Linked DNA regions of Danio rerio: region 1 is linked to region 2. Evidence: chromatin contacts called from public Micro-C data. All regions are on one chromosome and are shown on one strand. Each heading gives the region's core, a stretch centred on a gene start, on an enhancer-like site or on the middle of the called end of the contact. The rest is flanking DNA. Distances are from core to core; before and after follow the strand shown. Region 1 holds the start of ndnf (neuron-derived neurotrophic factor). Region 2 has its middle 130 kb from the start of prdm5.

What was found. A called contact is a pair of places that touch in the nucleus more often than the background predicts.
Region 1: a Micro-C map of caudal fin shows a contact between it and region 2, with 2.7 times the contacts expected there. The contact joins the promoter of ndnf here to the enhancer-like site in region 2. A contact is called at or near these places in 2 of 18 Hi-C or Micro-C datasets (caudal fin and embryo).

The regions. Positions count from the first base shown.
Region 1 is chr23:2,202,503-2,207,228 of GRCz12tu, reverse strand. It overlaps ndnf (neuron-derived neurotrophic factor), which reads left to right and starts at 2,222. Exons shown (of 4, transcript NM_001423783.1): 1 at 2,222-2,610.
Region 2 is chr23:2,025,754-2,030,336 of GRCz12tu, reverse strand. No RefSeq gene overlaps it. Among named protein-coding and RNA genes, the nearest start is that of prdm5, 130 kb to the left of the region's middle. Within about 2 kb of position 1,301, at least 13 of the 62 cell types and tissues checked have an H3K27ac peak or open chromatin away from gene starts, as enhancers often do.

The DNA of each region.
Region 1 (4,726 bases), core at 973-3,472, 180 kb before region 2:
TAGCTAGTTAGGGGGTAAAACTATCAAATGAAGTTAACATTATTCAATTCGCGTGACTCAGTGGTTAGCTGTGTCGCCTCACAGCATGAAGGTCACTGGTTCGAGTCCCAGTTGGACCAGTTGGCATTTCTGTATGGAGTTTGCATGTTCTCCCCGTGTTGGCGTGGGTTTCCCCCACAGTCCAAACACATGTGCTATAGGGGAATTGATGAACTAAATTGTCCGTAGTTTATATGAGAGTGTGTATGGGTGTTTCCCAGTTCTGGGCTGGAAACAAGACAAAACTCAAAGTAAGAACAGCATTTTTTTTTACAGCGTATACAAGAAATCTTGAATTGAATATTTTCATTCATTCATTTTCCTTTGGCTTAGTCCCTTATTTTTCAGAGGTCACCACAGTGGAATGAACCGTCAACTATTCCAACATATGTTTTACACAGCAGATGCTCTTCCAGCTGCAACCCAGTACTGGGAAACACTCCTTCATACACACACAATACACTATATGTTTATTTAACGTACCTATAGCGCATGTGTTGGTCTGTGGGGGAAACCCACGGGAGACTCTACACAGAAATGCCCACTGACCCAGTCAGGACTCAAACCAGTGACCTTCTTGCTGCGAGGCGCCAGTGCTAACCAACCAGCCACCGTGCCGCTGCAAAATATCTTCTCTTTTGTTTAACATTATGACGAAACGCATAAAGGTTTATAACCACTTGAAGGTGAGTAAATAACCTTTCACATGCTTAGTTATGATTAGTTAACTTTAAAAGTGGGTAAACTCATTGTAACTTGAAACTTTTAAGTTGACTTGTTATAATTTTGTACATAGTTGTTTTCTTAATCGTAAGGCTGTGTTTATTCAGATCAATTCATGTTTTGTGTTATTTTGCACAACAGTTTTTTTTAACATTTTCATCTGCAAAATCTATATTATTATCAATTATTATCAGTTTGCTATTTTTTTACATGCTTTCACATCTAAAAATCAGTCAGTTCTTGCATGTATGATTGTGTCTGTAAATATATTCAGATGTACATCTGTTTAGTTTGTGCAAATAAAAATAAGTATAAATACTGTCTGTACAAATATATATATATATATATATATATATATATATATATATATATATATATATATATATATATATATATATATATATATATATATATATATATATATATATCGTCACCTTGGAATTATAAGGTTGTAGCTGGGTGTTGAATGATTTTAAGATATTGAGCTTCAAAAGTTTTTGCATTGCATAGCAAACAGTATGTGTTTAACATTTTTTTTTTAATAAAACGTCTTAAAATGTAAACAACTTATTTAAAAAATCCCATAAAATAAATAAGTTGTCATTTAAGAATATGTCAAAAACACAATTTTGGTCAGATAGAACCTTATAATTCTAAGGTGACGATATATATATATATATATATATATATATATATATATATATATATATATATATATATATATATATATATATATATATATATATATATAAAAATAATAATATAATATTATTATAAATACATATTGGTAGCTAAAAAGTACAAAAGTGTTCCACTTAAAATTTGTAGGTACTAATATATACTTTAGAGGTACCAATATGAACCCTTCAAGTACAAATGTGTACCTTTTGAAAAGGTTCCACCCTAGTAACAGCTCGTGTACCTTTATTTCTGAGAGTGTGTTTATATATATATATATATATATATATATATATATATATATATATATATATATATATATATATATACATATATACATACTCCTTGTATATCTGTAAAATTCGCACTCAAATTACAAAAAAACACTTGTTTATACAGTGCTTTAAAACATATTTGCAATTTAAAGTATAAATTAAGTGCCAAAATATTCTGACTTCATATTCAGTTCGACTTTAAACAGTATTTTATTATTATTATTAAGGTTTTAAAGCTACTTTTTGAAATATGTATTCAAAGTTCATTCATTCATTCATTTTCTTTTCAGCTTAGTCCCTTTAATAATCCAGAGTCGCCACAGCAGAATGAACCGCCAACTTATCCAGCACATGTTTTATGCAGCGGACGCCCTTCCAGCTGCAACATATTTAAAGTTATCACTATATATCATACATTTAACATTTTGATTAATCTATCCATTTACATTTATAATAAGAGTCGATTTAAATCCAGACAGTTTTATCTAAAAACTTTCTCTCAGGATGAATGGCGAGCATTTGTCAGAGCGAGGATTTCATCGTGTTGACTGTAGACTCGTGCACGACTGTGCGTGAGTGTGTGTGTGTGTGTGTGTCAGATGAGTGGGCTGGTCTTCAGAGAGAGACACTTCACAGCAGTCTGAATCTCACTGCTTCTCTCAGTCTCTACAGAGAACAGCAGGACAAACACTCAGGATACACTCCAACAACACACAGACACACGCAAACCAACTTCAGGACGAGACAAACTCCGCGAGTCCGAAGGAATCTAGCAGAACTTCTTCAACAAACTTCATCTCACACAAGTTTTGAGACGACACGAACAGCAGATATAGACATATCACTCCAGTCAGGACACTTTCACTCTGGAGGGATTTTACCTCAGAACAGCAAGGTAAGGAACTTTAGATTATGCTTTCTTGAGTCTTTTGGGTCTTGGTTAGGAGATGTGTTTGCAGGTTTGTTCAGAGATGTACCTGCACTTTTGTTTTGCATTTTACAAATGCTTTCAAGCCTCATGAAAGGGTCGGAAAAAGTCTGCACTGACGGGGAACCGGAGCGGGACTCTCCGCGCGCTTTGAACCTACTGCCAGAACAAGAGCGACGGGCTTTTGCGGTCTGCAAACTCCTGGAAGTTGGAGATTTTCAAACAGCTCTCCGTCAAGCCCGAGCTCGCAGGCTCTTTAAAGTCGCCTGGATGTCGGAGGAGGTGTGTGCTGCTCTGCTGGATGGGAGTTTTTTTTGGACATTTATTGTGTCGGGAGACGCGGTTCCCATGCGCTCCCGTCAATTCATCACAACTCGTCCTCGCCCTCTCAATTGTGCGTCTGTTTTTCAGGCTTTCACAGTGTTAAATGTGCTGTTTCGGATGAAGGGGATGGCATGTTTAGAGTTTTTTCTTCTTTCTTTCATTCATATCTGTTTGGTTGCAACTTCTCCAAAAGTGTAGCGCTTAAAAGCACCTGCGAGACGCGATGTTTTTGGGCTGATTTCTGCGCTGTTACTGTGCGCTTTTCTCTTCGGAGATGAAGGATTTCACAGGAACAGATTATGACAAATGTTTTTGTTTTATTTAAGTAGTCAGAAGTGTTTGATACGTCCTTTGTTTTCATACAAATCTTTGGTTTAGTTTACATTGTATAGGTTCCACACAATTCTTTCATGTTGACCCAACACAAATCGATTAAGTTATCTTAACACTTTTAACAAATTAATGTGGATTGAACATAAAAAAATAAGTTGTCCCAATGAAATCTCAAGAATTGTGTTGTTTCAGCTCATTTTAAATAAGGTGTAAACAAACAAAATAAAAATTATATATATATATATATATATATATATATATATATATATATATATATATATATATATATATATATATATATAATTTTTATTTTGTTTGTTTACACACACACACACATATATATATATCTTTTTTTTTTTTTTGAGTGTTCAAGGGAAAATATGAGCATTTTGGTCAAAAGATTCAAGCAACCTGCGATGTAATAAATTAAACCAGAAATGAACATTTAACATGCACAGGCAAATACACTGAAAAAAAAAATTCAGAGATGATTTCTTGGATTTACGATTTTTTTTATGTTAAGTGGCTGTAAACAATTTATTTGGGCTGAATTTAAACAAACAAATGAGTCGAATTTTATTAAACTTAATTTGTTTAAATTAATCACAAATAAATTGTTTGCAACAGTTTTGCAGAGATACATTTTTTCAGTGTAATGATTAATCTAATTAATACTGTTTCTATAATAGGCATTCTTTGCAACATTTAATAACTATCAAACTTTTTTTGTATACTCAAAAAAAAAAAAAAAAAAAAAAAAAAAAAATATATATATATATATATATATATATATATATATATATATATATATATATATATATATATATATATATATATATTGCTCGTCCAAACTACTTATTTTAAGTATAATTATCAATTCTTGAGATTTCATTGGGACAACTTAATTTCTTAATGTTCAATCCACATAAATTTGTTAACTTAATCGATTTGTGTTGGGTCAACATGAAAGAATTGTGTGGAACCGTGCATTTAATACAGTGTAGTAGTAGTAAACTTTATTGACAGAAAGTTTATTATGGGCCCATATTGCTGCAGACATTCCATTAAACAAACAATAGAAAATACCATAGTTAAATTATAATGCTAATTAAGATAAACTCTTGTTAAATAAACCCACTGAAACGCCAACAAAGGATTTCCTATATCGGTTCAACCTACACTTAGGGACTCTATACCTGCTGCCAGAGTGAAGCAGTTCATAATGTGGGAACAAAATAATAAGTTGGATCATTCAGAATCCTTTCCACCTCATTAAGGACACAATTTCTTAAATAAAACTTGAGTATTAAAATATTCATTGTACCAATCCTGTCTTTAAGAGATGCATCAACTATTGCCAAACCACACTACCTGACAATGCTTTCAAGAAAAGCTTTATTAAAGCTTCTTGTTAACTCCAACAAGA
Region 2 (4,583 bases), core at 52-2,551:
TTTACATTTAGCTTTTATCCAAAGCGACTTACAAATGAGGACAAGGAAGCAATTTACACAACTATAAGAGCAACAATGAAGAAGTGCTGCAGGCGAGTTTCAGGTGTGTAAAGTGTAAGAAGCAAAACATTAGTAAGGTAAGTTTTTTTTTTGTATTACAGTTAGCGGTGGAGTCAGAGAGGCAATTTTAGATTAGGAAGGGAAGTGGAGACTAAATAGTTGGGTTTTTAGTCGTTTCTTGAAATAGCGAGTGAGTCTGCCGTTCTGATGCAGTTAGGGAGTTCATTCCACCAACTGGGCAGATTGAATGCGAGAGTTCGGGAAAGTGATTTCTTCCCTCTTTGGGATGAAACCACGAGGCGACGTTCATTCACAGAACGCAAGTTTCTGGAGGGCACATAGATCTGCAGAAGTGAGAGCAGATAAGAAGGAGCAAATCCAGAAGTCGCTTTGTAGGCAAACATCAGAGCTTTGAATTTGATGCGAGCAGCAACTGGCAGCCAGTGCAAACGGATGAGCAGCGGAGTGACGTGTGCTCTTTTAGGTTCATTAAAGACCACTCGTGCTGCTGCGTTCTGAAGTGTAGGGCATACCTGCCAACATTTGTCTCAGAAAAGTCAGGAGACTTAATCTCTGATTAACACGGTTGAGAACCGGGATAGGAAAGCAACAGTACTGTGGTGTTAGTAATTGTATTATGCACCAGGTGTTGGGCGGCTGCTGCAATCAGATTCTGTACTGTACCAAAGTTGACCCAGGGGCTGTTACAGACTGTGCCAAAAAAATAAATAAACAGGATGGTTGCGGGAGATTGGTCTGAAATACGGGAGACTCCCAGGAGAAACGGGAGTGTCATATATATATGAATTATATATATATATATAATATATATATATATTATTATTATTATTATTAAAATTACATTTTCTCTCACAGAGTTTCTTTGTCATTCCTAGTTGCTATTTCTGTGCATAACCATCTTCCCCTTGACGGATGGATTCTGAGATAATACCCTCTAGTGTATGTGTACATGTGTGTTTCTGCATGGGGAGGGGGCCCGAGTACTTGTCTGAGACCCCTCAATTAGTCACACTGAACCTGCCGGACCACACACATGCACGTGGAAACACAAAGTCAGGCCACAAACTCAATGGCCTTGGTGTCGGTGCATACTTGGTGCTGCACTAATATACCACAACACATATCTGTCAGACAGGAAACCACAACTCATATGTGGCCATCGGAGTTTTGTGCGCACACACATTTCTCGTTTTCTCTTGTGTGTGTGGCTGGGTCTGTTCGTGTCCCAAGGCTACACCCCTCAAGCAGAGCCAAACACTCACACATACGCCCATGAGGATGTTCTCTCTTTGCCTACTGAGAACAGATCGCTTTATAACCTGCATCTGCTCAAACACTGGACAGGACAGGTGATTCTCAACCAGCGGAAACGTCTCTCAGTGCTTCTCTTCTCCTGTGAGCATGTGATGATCAAACATTTCAGTTCGCATTGCCACGATACACACACACACACACAGGTTTGTTTTTGTGAATTGCAGGGACATCACTACCTTATTACAACTTTACATTTGGAATATAATTTGTTCAGATATTTCAACGCTATATCACGCTAATTTGTAGCTTTTTTGATTTAGTGGCTAATGTGTATGAGTTTGTACGATCTCTTGCGTACATTTTGGTACTATTTGCTAATCTCCCAATGACAGTTTGGTTTAAGGGGGGTGTTTAGTGCACATGCTTGTGTGACTGAACACAAATTAGTATGAATTAGCCATTAAACTGAAAAAACGTAAAATAGTTACGTTTCCTCGTGAGATCAGGCTGAATATTTAGCTTAGATGTTTTTTTTGTTTTGTCAATTTCAGGCAATTTCGTTTTATTTTTTCGGAAACATAAGGATATATTCTTTAAAATGAGACAGAGCTTAAATACTGTATATGTGTTAAAGATCGGCAATCGTTTAAGTTGAACATGTCATTTTCATGTCTATGTTGTAAAAGCGGGAGGCAACAATTAAGGCGTTAAAGGCGAACGCCTTCTTATATGTCTTATATCACATTAGAATTGTATGTCTAGTTTACAAATAAGGTCAAAAGTATGAAGAAATGTGGTTTATATTCATCAAAACCAAGAGGACGCCCTTTAATGGTCACCAAAGGAAACTGGATGTAATCTAGTGGTCATGTTTGGTACTGCGGCCAAACAAACATACTGAAAGCTCATTTTGGAAGTATCAAGTTCAAATTTGGAATTAGGTTTCCTCATAAGATCAGGCCGGATATTTAGCGTCAATTTTTTTTTTGTTGTTGTCAATTTTAAGCAATTTTGTTTAGTTTTTTATCATAAAAGAAAACACATCTACTTTAAAATGAGACAGAGCTTAAATACTGTATATGCATTTATGATCGGCAATCGTTTAAGTTGAACATGTCATTTTCATGTCTATGTTCTAAAAGTGGGAGGCAACAATTAAGGCGTTAAAATATCAATGGCGAACGCGTCAAGTATAAAAGCCTCATCTATTTCGTGAGGTGTGCACACAGTCGGCAGAGGTTTGTGACGTGGCACGTGGCGAAAGTATAAGTCAGCCTTTGGGGGCTAAAATCAAATCAAATTCCACAAAAATGTCTTATATTACATTAGAATTGTATGTCTAGTTTACAAATAAGGTCAAAAGTATGATGAAATATGGTTTATATTCATCAAAACCAAGAGGACGCCCTTGTATGGCCACCAAAGGAAACTAGATGTAATCTAGTGGTCATGTTTGGTACTGCGGCCAAACAAACATACTGAAAGCTCCATTTTCAGGATAACAAGTTCAAATTTGGAATATAAATGCAATGCTATATAACGCTAATTTGTAGCTTTTTGATTTAGTGGCTAATTTGTATGAATTTGTACAATCTCATTCGTACATTTTAGTATGATTTGCTAATCCCCCAATGTTAGTTTGGTTTACGGGTGGTATTTGGTGCCATGTCCCCTTTTAAAAGTCCCACATTTTCCTATGACCAAACTCAAAATAGTATGAATTAGCCATTAAACTGACAAAACGTAAAATAGTTAAGAGTAAAAGTAAATAATAAAAGTATGAAGAAATATGGTTTATATTCATCAAAACCAAGAGGGCACCCTTTAATGGTCACCAAAGGAAGCTGGATGTAATCTAGTGGTCATGTTTGGTACTGCGGCCAAACAAACATACTGAAAGCTCATTTTGGAAGTATCAAGTTCAAATTTGGAACTGGGTTTCCTCATAAGATCAGGCTGGATATTTAGCGTTGATTTTTTTTGTTGTTGTCATTTTTAGGCAATTTAGTTTAGTTTTTTTTATATATAAAAGTAAAGACATCTACATTAAAATGAGACAGAGCTTAAATACTGTATATGTGTTAAAGATCGGCAATCGTTTAAGTTGAACATGTCATTTTCATGTCTATGTTCTAAGCGGGAGGCAACAATTAAGGCGTTAAAATATCACAATGGCGAACGCGTCAAGTATAAAAGCCTCATCTATTTCGTGAGGTGTGCACACAGTCAGCAAAGGTTCTTGACGTGGCACGTGGCGAAAGTATAAGTCAGCCTTTGGGGGCTAAAATCAAATCAAATTCCACAAAAATGTCTTATATTACATTAGAATTGTATGTCTAGTTTATAAATAAGGTCAAAAGTATGATGAAATATGGTTTATATTCATCAAAACCAAGAGGGCGCCATTGTATGATCACTAAAGGAAACTAGATGTAATCTAGTGGTCATGTTTGGTACTGCGGCCAAACAAACATACTGAAAGCTCCATTTTGGAGATATTAAGTTCAAATTTGGAATATAATTGCTATGCTATATAACGCTAATTTGTAGCTTTTTGATTTAGTGGCTAATTTGTATGAATTTGTACAATCTTACTTGTACATTTTAGTATGATTTGCTAATCCCCCAATGTTAGTTTGGTTTATGTGTGGTATTTGGTGCCATGTCCCCTTTTAAAAGTCCCACATTTTCGTATGACCAAACTCAAAATAGTATGAATTAGCCATTAAACTGACAAAACGTAAAATAGTTAAGAGTAAAAGTAAATAGTAGAAGTATGAAGAAATGTGGTTTATATTCATCAAAACCAAGAGGACGCCCTTTAATGGTCACCAAAGGAAGCTGGATGTAATCTAGTGGTCATGTTTGGTACTGCGGCCAAACAAACATACTGAAAGCTCATTTTGGAAGTATCAAGTTCAAATTTGGAATTGGGTTTCTTCATAAGATCAGGCTGGATATTTAGCGTTGATTTTTTTGTTGCTTTAGGCAATTTTGTTTATTTGTTTTATAAAAGTAAAGACATCTAATAATGTCAAAAGCAAGATGAAATATGGTTTATATTCATTAAAACAAAGAGGGCGCCCTTGTATGGTCACCGAAAGAAATTGGATGTAATCGGCCAAACAAACATACTGAAAGCTCCATTTTGGAGATATCAAGTTCAAATTTCAATCGTTTGAGTTGCACATGTCTTTTTCATTTCTATGTTCTAAAAGTGGGGGGCAAAACCCCTTCATCTTATAGCA